2 separate regions of the Mus musculus genome follow, and region 2 is linked to region 1. Evidence: chromatin contacts called from public promoter capture Hi-C data. All regions are on one chromosome and are shown on one strand. Each heading gives the region's core, a stretch centred on a gene start, on an enhancer-like site or on the middle of the called end of the contact. The rest is flanking DNA. Distances are from core to core; before and after follow the strand shown.

Evidence for each region. Promoter capture Hi-C pulls out the DNA fragments that hold promoters and counts their contacts.
Region 2: a contact with region 1 is called in a promoter capture Hi-C map of pre-B cells, with 4 times the contacts expected there. The contact joins the promoter of Med10 here to the promoter of Zfp85os in region 1. A contact is called at or near these places in 2 of 39 promoter capture datasets (frontonasal cranial neural crest and pre-B cells).

What each region holds. Positions count from the first base shown.
Region 1 is chr13:67,727,342-67,731,143 of GRCm38.p6, reverse strand. It overlaps Zfp85os (zinc finger protein 85, opposite strand), which reads right to left and starts at 1,882. Exons shown (of 3, transcript NR_027969.1): 1 at 1,442-1,882. It overlaps Zfp65 (zinc finger protein 65), which reads left to right and starts at 1,971. Exons shown (of 4, transcript NM_145622.2): 1 at 1,971-2,083. The coding sequence starts at 2,078.
Region 2 is chr13:69,807,834-69,811,635 of GRCm38.p6, reverse strand. Med10 (mediator complex subunit 10) reads right to left here and starts at 1,754. Exons shown (of 4, transcript NM_138596.2): 1 at 1,584-1,754; 2 at 1-29. The coding sequence starts at 1,705.

The DNA of each region.
Region 1 (3,802 bases), core at 633-3,132:
AGCTACCATATCTTCACTTTTATTTAAGTTACAACTTTTATTTCAAAACAGAACCTCCCTGTGTTTTTTATAAGTCATTTATGGACACGCATTTATCTGGGCCCTTGACAGAAGGCAATTGGCTAGCTGATCTTGCTATACAACCTTATATTTGTACAGCTTAGAGCAAGCAGAAGCATTATGCTATCAAGTAGTTTAACAAGACAGGCTGTCAGGCAAGAGCCATTTGTCCAGAAACCCATCATTCTTTGCCTACGGGAGTTAATCTCAGAGGACTCAGACCTAAGGATCTCTGGCAAATGGACATTATGAATGTTCCTTCTTTTAGCATACGTTCTTTTGTCCACGTTTGTGCAGGAACCTTCTCTCATGCCATAGTCACCTGGGCAAGGACAGTATTATTAGAAAACAAACTCATGCTCTGTAAGAATATTACCTACTCTCAACTACATAACAATCTCCTTCGCTTACTGTAAGTGAACATAGATTTTAGAGGAATTTGGTCAAATCTCACAGCTAATCCAGAATGTTTGTATGGGTGAAACTAAAATAATCAAGTTTTTATAAAATGATAGTATGTCTGATAAAGTTGAAACTGCCAACATGGTCTAAGGAAACATATAAGGCCTGAGAATCAGACTGTGGTAAACTCTCCCTAAGTATGCCTGGGCCCCTAATATCATGCTAAATGGGGCTTCCTGTATGTTCAGTTAGGTTCTGCATGTTCGTTTTGTTCCTATACCATATTAGTTCCTCCTCTTCCTCTTGAATTAACCAATCCCACTAGGAGGAAATGGAAACTGCAGAACAGTTGAGGGTGAATGCTGCATCCTCACAGATCAGCACCTCCCAGAGGAGTCAGTGCCCTCTCAGGTAGGTTTACATGTAACAGACACAAACATACATGCACACACACGCACATGCACATGTACACTGGAATCCTAGACATGTCCAGAAATGCTAAGGCCTTATGGTTGATGACAGTGCCCTTCACTGCAGCATTCAGGAGGAGTACAGACTAGTCATGACCTCATTCTAAACAGACATGCCAATCAAGTGTTCAGGTGAATGTACTGCTTGACTCTAGTTTCTCTAAGTGGAGCTGTATCCCTGGGTTAACACACTGCCTGGAATACAAGAATTGATAGGAACTTCACATAGTCTCTGTTCTGAATCAGTTTCCCTGTGAATCAGAATGCATCACAGAAACATGAAATCTTCCTTGTGATGGATGGGGTTCATACCTTTGTCTCAAGCATGAACTGCACAGGAATAAACTTTCCTAAAGAAGTGAGGGAAGTTCAAGACAGATACCAAATATTAAATAGTCTGAAACATGAATGATGGCATGATCAGGAGAGAGAGGAAATTCTATAAGGAACATCAAAGGGAACAAGGGAAATCCTATAGTGCACAGTGTACCAAAAGTCAGTAGACTCACCAGTGTGATCCCAGGAGCTCTGCGCCTCCTGCTGGGAGATGGGGAGGAGGAAAGCCTGTGCTCAGAGAACACCCGGTGGTGACTAGTTTTGATTTCCTGTTCTTCTGTCTTAAGCACCTGAGATGCTGCATGTCAGGCGGGATCACCAAGCGTGGTTTCATTAAAGAAATGCTCAGTCCTACATTACCTTCCTGCTTCCTTATTTTTAAGTAAAGCAGACCATGAAAGCATGATTTCCCATGTGTTAGTATGATTTCATAAGTAGATTTGAGCTTTAAAATCACGTTTTAGCAGAAATAACTAGCATGTATAATTAACATTACTGAGAAAGGCTCGACTCACAGGCTAACATCCCTTGCTGAGACCACAGCACTTCAAAAGAGCCCGAATGCCCTGTGGCTGCCCATGTGCCTGTTTCTTTCCAATTTCACTTGCTCACACTTAGGCAGGTACCCAGGCAGTGCACCGAACTCCTTTGGTGTGTTCCTGGAAGTCCTTTACACTGATTTGTGGGAGATGTAGTCCCAACAATTATGACGACTCCAGAAGGGGCCGTTGGTACCAAACTTCCGGATTCGTTCTTAAACCTTGCTTCTCCCCAAAGTTAATCGAGTGTCTTGGGTTTGGATCCCTGACATGGAGGTTGGTGCAGGGAGCAGTGCGGTCGTACAGATCTGAGGGACTGTGCAGGATGGCGGGTCAGGCGCGGAGGGAGCTGGCTCAGGCTGGTTGGGAGACGGGGGGGGGGGGGGGGCGGGGGGCGAGGGGGCCGCCGACCTGGAGGTACTGTGTTGACCTAGGATGGGCCACTGCCCCTAGGAGCAGGATTGGCCGGGAAGAATGTTAGAGACAAGGGGATGGCAAGGGCAGGCTGGGTCTGCTGACTGCCTGTGCGGAGATGCTGAAGGGAGCATTCTACTTTGCTCTGCCTAGCTGACCCTTACTCATGTGATTGTAGTCTGAGTCCCAGCACTTACAGAACTTCCGGAAGTTCCAGGGACAGAGAGTCTTGTGAGGGCGACTGTTGTGTGGGATGTTAGTTTCTTTTCTTTTGGAATGAATTGTTAGATTTATGGATGCCTCGGGTTGAGTAGGAATTCCTAATGTACACCTCTGTGACCTGAGTCGTCACAATACAAGGCTATGTAGCTACAGAATAATCTTGGAATTGTTTTGAACTTATGTTGGCACAATCCAAATAATTATGGATTTTACACTTAAGCTTAAAATCACTAGACAGCAGTGCCCCAATAATACTATCTGAGTATATTTATTTTTTCAAAATTTGGACTGCATTTCTGATAGGATAGTACACTTGTGTGATGAGAGAAAGATCGCAGGGAGGGGCTGGAATGCCTGAAAGGGAAGGGAGAAAATATCTCTGCTAATAGGCCAGGCTCTGAACATTGTTCTCTTACCACATGATTTACTTCTGTCTGTTCACATTATCAGCAGTGACTAATCTCTTCTAAAAGTACTCTGTCCCTCAATGTGGCTTTCTGGTTTACTGATGCTTCCTGGATAGTTCTAGAAAGGATTCCCCAAGTTTTTGTACTGTCTTTGAGAGACTGTAAGATAAATTTCAAAAGCTGTAGCACACTTGGGGGTCTTAAGGTTTACACATAGTAGGTTCCTGTTCATGCAAAATGCACAGTTCTCCTCTTGAAGGGTTAAGAGAATAGTTTAGCCCAGAGCCATTTAATTGGCCATGATCTGAGAAGACAGATTTAGTTTAGTGAAAATTCCATACTCCAACTTGGAAGCAGTTTCATGGTTTTACAGAACAAATAATGTCATTAGCCAAGTAAATTTTAAAATACATTGATGTGAGTCTGATAGAGGTATGTACTGTGAGACATGGGAGATGTTCTATTCACCAAAGATACCATTTGATGAGATTTTAGCTTTTGGACTGATAGAAGCTCATGTTCTGCCTAGTCAGTGGATTCTGGGAGTTTCTTTTAAACTATTGTCACAAGCTGTGTGGTCCACTACAGAGTAAGGTAATGACTGCCCTTGAAGAGAAAACCAGCCCAAGGTAAGGCAGCCAACCCTGAACCTGCAGAATTCCAGGCTCTGCCCCTCCGTGAACTTCCACATGGGCCACCAGTCTCTGCACACACAGACCCCTTACAAGAGTTTTGCATTCACAGTCAGACACTCATTTTTTTTTTTTGTTTTTGTGTTTGCTTTTTCAGGGTTTCTCCTCCACAGCCCCTCCCCCTATCTCAGGTGATCTTGCTTATATTGTCACTCTTCAGTCAAATCAAGAATTAGTGAGCCTGGCTCATGGCATTGAAGCTGACTCTAAGGAAGTATGGGCTTCAGACAACTCCGTCCTATCTACTGGGATTTTCAATG
Region 2 (3,802 bases), core at 505-3,004, 2.1 Mb before region 1:
TGTCCTGTAAGCCCGTAACAATAAAGTTTCTGGGAAAAAGGCAGAGTGGGGTACGTGGTTAGTTCAGAGGACAGCACAGCACACCCCTACACGGCACTGGCCACTGTGCTTCAATTCCTGAGGGTTAAAACGGCCAAGGTCAAGGACACCGGGGCAGATAACTGAGGTGGCAGCTGGGTATGAGATAGCCACGGGAACTGGATAAGAGAACAAGGCCAGTCACAGCAGGCTCTGGTCTAGGCAATGCGCCAGCTTGTTCCCATCCCACAAAGCCCTCCTTGAGGGGCAAGACCACAACTCTATACCTTAGTAAACATCCCAAGTGAGACACAATCCTGTACCCAGCTTTAAGAGACTGAACTGTGGGTAGAGATGGTTTCTTGGGCAGTCTCTCATTCCAGAAAAGGGTCTCCCCTGGGTGGGAACACAGAGAGGCGGCTTCCAGGTCCAGACACTAGAGGCAGGACTGGCCGTGTCTCAGCTAGGGCTATGCTGGCTTCCTTCTCCCAGATGAACCTGACTACCTGTCTGCTCTGCCTGTACCTTCATGTTACCTTCCTAACCCAGGAGCACCAGCACCAAGGCAGCTCAGTGGCTGGGATCAGAGGGAAGTCGGGAGACTGGCGCTAGCTACCTTAACAGGCTTCTTCCTCCCTAATGCTGCACACACCTGAACCCTTAATTGCCACGGGATTCTGGGGACACCTTTGGACTTACAAAATATGTTCAGATGCTTAATTTTTCCCTTCTAAACTCAGAAAGGAGGTGAAGAGAGAGCAGAGCTTTCTGGAGTGCATGTCACTGAATGGAGTTTCAGGGTAGACAGCGTGGAGAAGTGGGCTCCAGTTTAAGTGCAGTACCCACAGTCAGCAAGGAAAAAGCCCATCCCTAGTGGGTTGAACCTCGGCTCCCTCCAGAACCACTCCAGATCCCTGGAAAGTGTCCCATATATAAGCGGTGAGGCCTTCTCCTGAACACTGTGTTGTTTCCCTGTAGGCCATTCCAAGGCCTACACAAGATACTGTCAAGAAATCAACCCTCTGTGGTGGCCTTCTTCCACAGCGAGGCCTATGCAGCAGGTGGCTCAGGGCCCCCCTGAGGTGTGAAGTCAACCTCCCCAGTGCGGTGGGGTGGGGTGGAGTGTCCGTGGTGCCTACCTCCCCTTACGGCATCAGGGTAGTCCCAGACTGTCCTGTAGGGTCAGAGTGGTGCCAGCCTCCCCTGTGGGGTCAGGAGGGATCCTCCTCCCCTATGGGGTCAGGGTGGAACCGGCCTTCCACGTCCGGCCAGGATGGACCTAGAGCTACCTCTATCCCAGCGGGGTCATGACTGAGCCTCCTCTCCTGTGCGGTCAGATCCTCCTTCCCAGTGGAGTCAGGGTGGAACCGGCCTCCAGTGGGGTCAGGATGGAGCCCGTCCGCCCCGGTCAGGACGGAACTCGCCTCCCCTGTGAGGTCCGGTCAGGATAGAACCGGCCTCCCCTCGGGGACCCGGGATGAACGTTAGAGCCCCAGTGGGGTCCCCAAGGCCGGCGGGCAGGGGCTTCGCACAGACGCGCCGAGCCCTGCCGGGCCGTCACTCACAGCTTCTGGCTCAGCCCCGCCTGGCTGCTGGGCTGGAAGTCGCTGACGATGATGCCGAGCTGCCGAATGTTCTCCACGAACTTCTCCAGGTGCTCCTCCAGATGGTCAAACTTCTCCGCCATCGCCGGCTCCGCCCGCCTCTTAGCCTCAGCTCCGAGCGACTCCGGGTCCACAGTGCTCGCCCGCTTCCGGCTTCCGGAAGCCCACATCCGTTTCCTCGGGGGCGGGGCCTCCTGGGGGCGGGGCCCGGGCGCTATGGGCGGGGCAAGAGACGGGGTAAGCCTTTGAAGGGAAAACCCGCTTGGAAGCTTCTGAACTGTGTGTGTGGGAAATGTTAACCTGGAAAACACAGCAAAGGCATGTGTAAAGGGGCAAAAATGAAAACTCTTAGCTGGTACCTAGCTTTTCTCAGTAAAGAAAAAACAAGTCTCATCAGGGAAGTAAAGAAAGCTAGATTGAAGGACAAGAATTTAGATACAGTGGACCTTGTATGTTCATAATCTGGAAAGCTTGCGAGATGTAAGCAATTTTCTTTAAAAGATAATTATCTGGGCCCAGTGAAATGGTTCAGTGGGTGAAGACGCTTGCTGCTAACCCCGACAACCTGAGTTTGGTCTCCAGAATCCTACATGGCAGGAGGAGAGAACAGAATTCTATAAGCTGCCCTCTGACCTCCAGACAGGTACTGTGTCACAGGTATGCCCACACACGGCATACACAGACACACAATACATAATAAGAAAATGTATTTAAGTGGGAAAGTCAAAATAGAGCCATGCTTTTTAAAACTGGCCAGGAGACAACAATCACTTTCAAAAAGAAAAGAAAGAAGGAAAGAGAGAAGGAAAAAAGGGAGGGAGGGAGGGAGGGAGGAAGGAAAGAAGGAAATACCTAAGCCCTAGGTACTTTTCAACTCACTTTTTAAATTAATCAAACATTAAAGAACAAATTATTTCAAACTTCTGCAGACACTTTTAAGTGCTAGAAAAGGAACATTTCACAATTCAATTAAAAGGGGTGGTGAATTTGATATGAAAACCAGTCCTGAAGGACAAAAAGAAGAAATATAAGTAAGTCTTTCAACCTTCATGAAAGGAGAGACAAGGGGACAAGTGAGAGAGACAAATAGGGAGAATGGGGATGCCAAGGGATGTATACAGGTTCTCTGTGTTAGACTAACAGAACTTAGAGAGAGAGAGAGAGAGAGAGAGAGAGAGAGAGAGAGCGCACACGTAATATGAATTTATTAGAATAACTTATAGGCTGCCGTCCAGCTATTCCAATGGTGGATGGCAGTGAACAGAGAGTCCAAGAATCCAGTAGTTGCTCAGTTCAGTCCGTGACACTGGATGTCTCAGCTGGTCTTTGCTGGTCTTCAGTATACACTGGAATCCCAAAGAATCAGACTTTAATGTCAGTGAAGGAATGGATGTGCTAGCAAGGCAAGGGCAAGCAGGCAAAGAACAAAAGCTTCCTTCTTCCATGTCCTTATATAGGCTTCCAGCAGAAGGTGTGGCCCAGATTAAAGTTGCACCTCCCCACCTCACTATCCAGATCAAAGGTGTATGTCTTTTTATCTTAAAGGTTCAGAGCAGAAATGGATCCACCCACTTCAAACCAAGCAAAAACGTCCCTAACAGACACACCCTCTATTTCTGGATTCCTGTTCATTCCATATGTAGTCAAGTTGACCACCAAGACTAGCCATCCCAGCTCTCCAAATGCCCAGAACTGATATGTTGAATGCATGTATATTTAGTTTTATATATGTGGTGTTAGAGTGTCTGACAGGGTGTGTCAGGGGTGATATAGCAATGGCTGATTCATGGTGGAAAAACTGAGAATCCAGTTGCTGTTCATTCCGCGGAGCTGCATGTTTCTGCGCCCCCAATCTGTTGCTGGACTCCTGGGAGATTCCTGGAGAGCTATCAGGGTATGGTCTTCATTGGGATCTGAAGGTCATTGGATTTAGTATGGGCTCCGGCAACAGGAGAGATGAACTTGCCAGAGAGAGTGAAGGCAAGCAGGCAAAATTTTTCTTCCATGTCTTATAAGCTGTTAGTAGGTGTGACCCAGTGTATTAGTTAGAGTTCTCTAGAGTCACAGAACTTATGGATAGTCTCTATATAGTAAAGGAATTTATTGATGAGTTACAGTCTGCAGTCCAACTCCCAACAATGGTCAGTAGCAGCTGTGAATGGAAGTCCAAGGATCTAGCA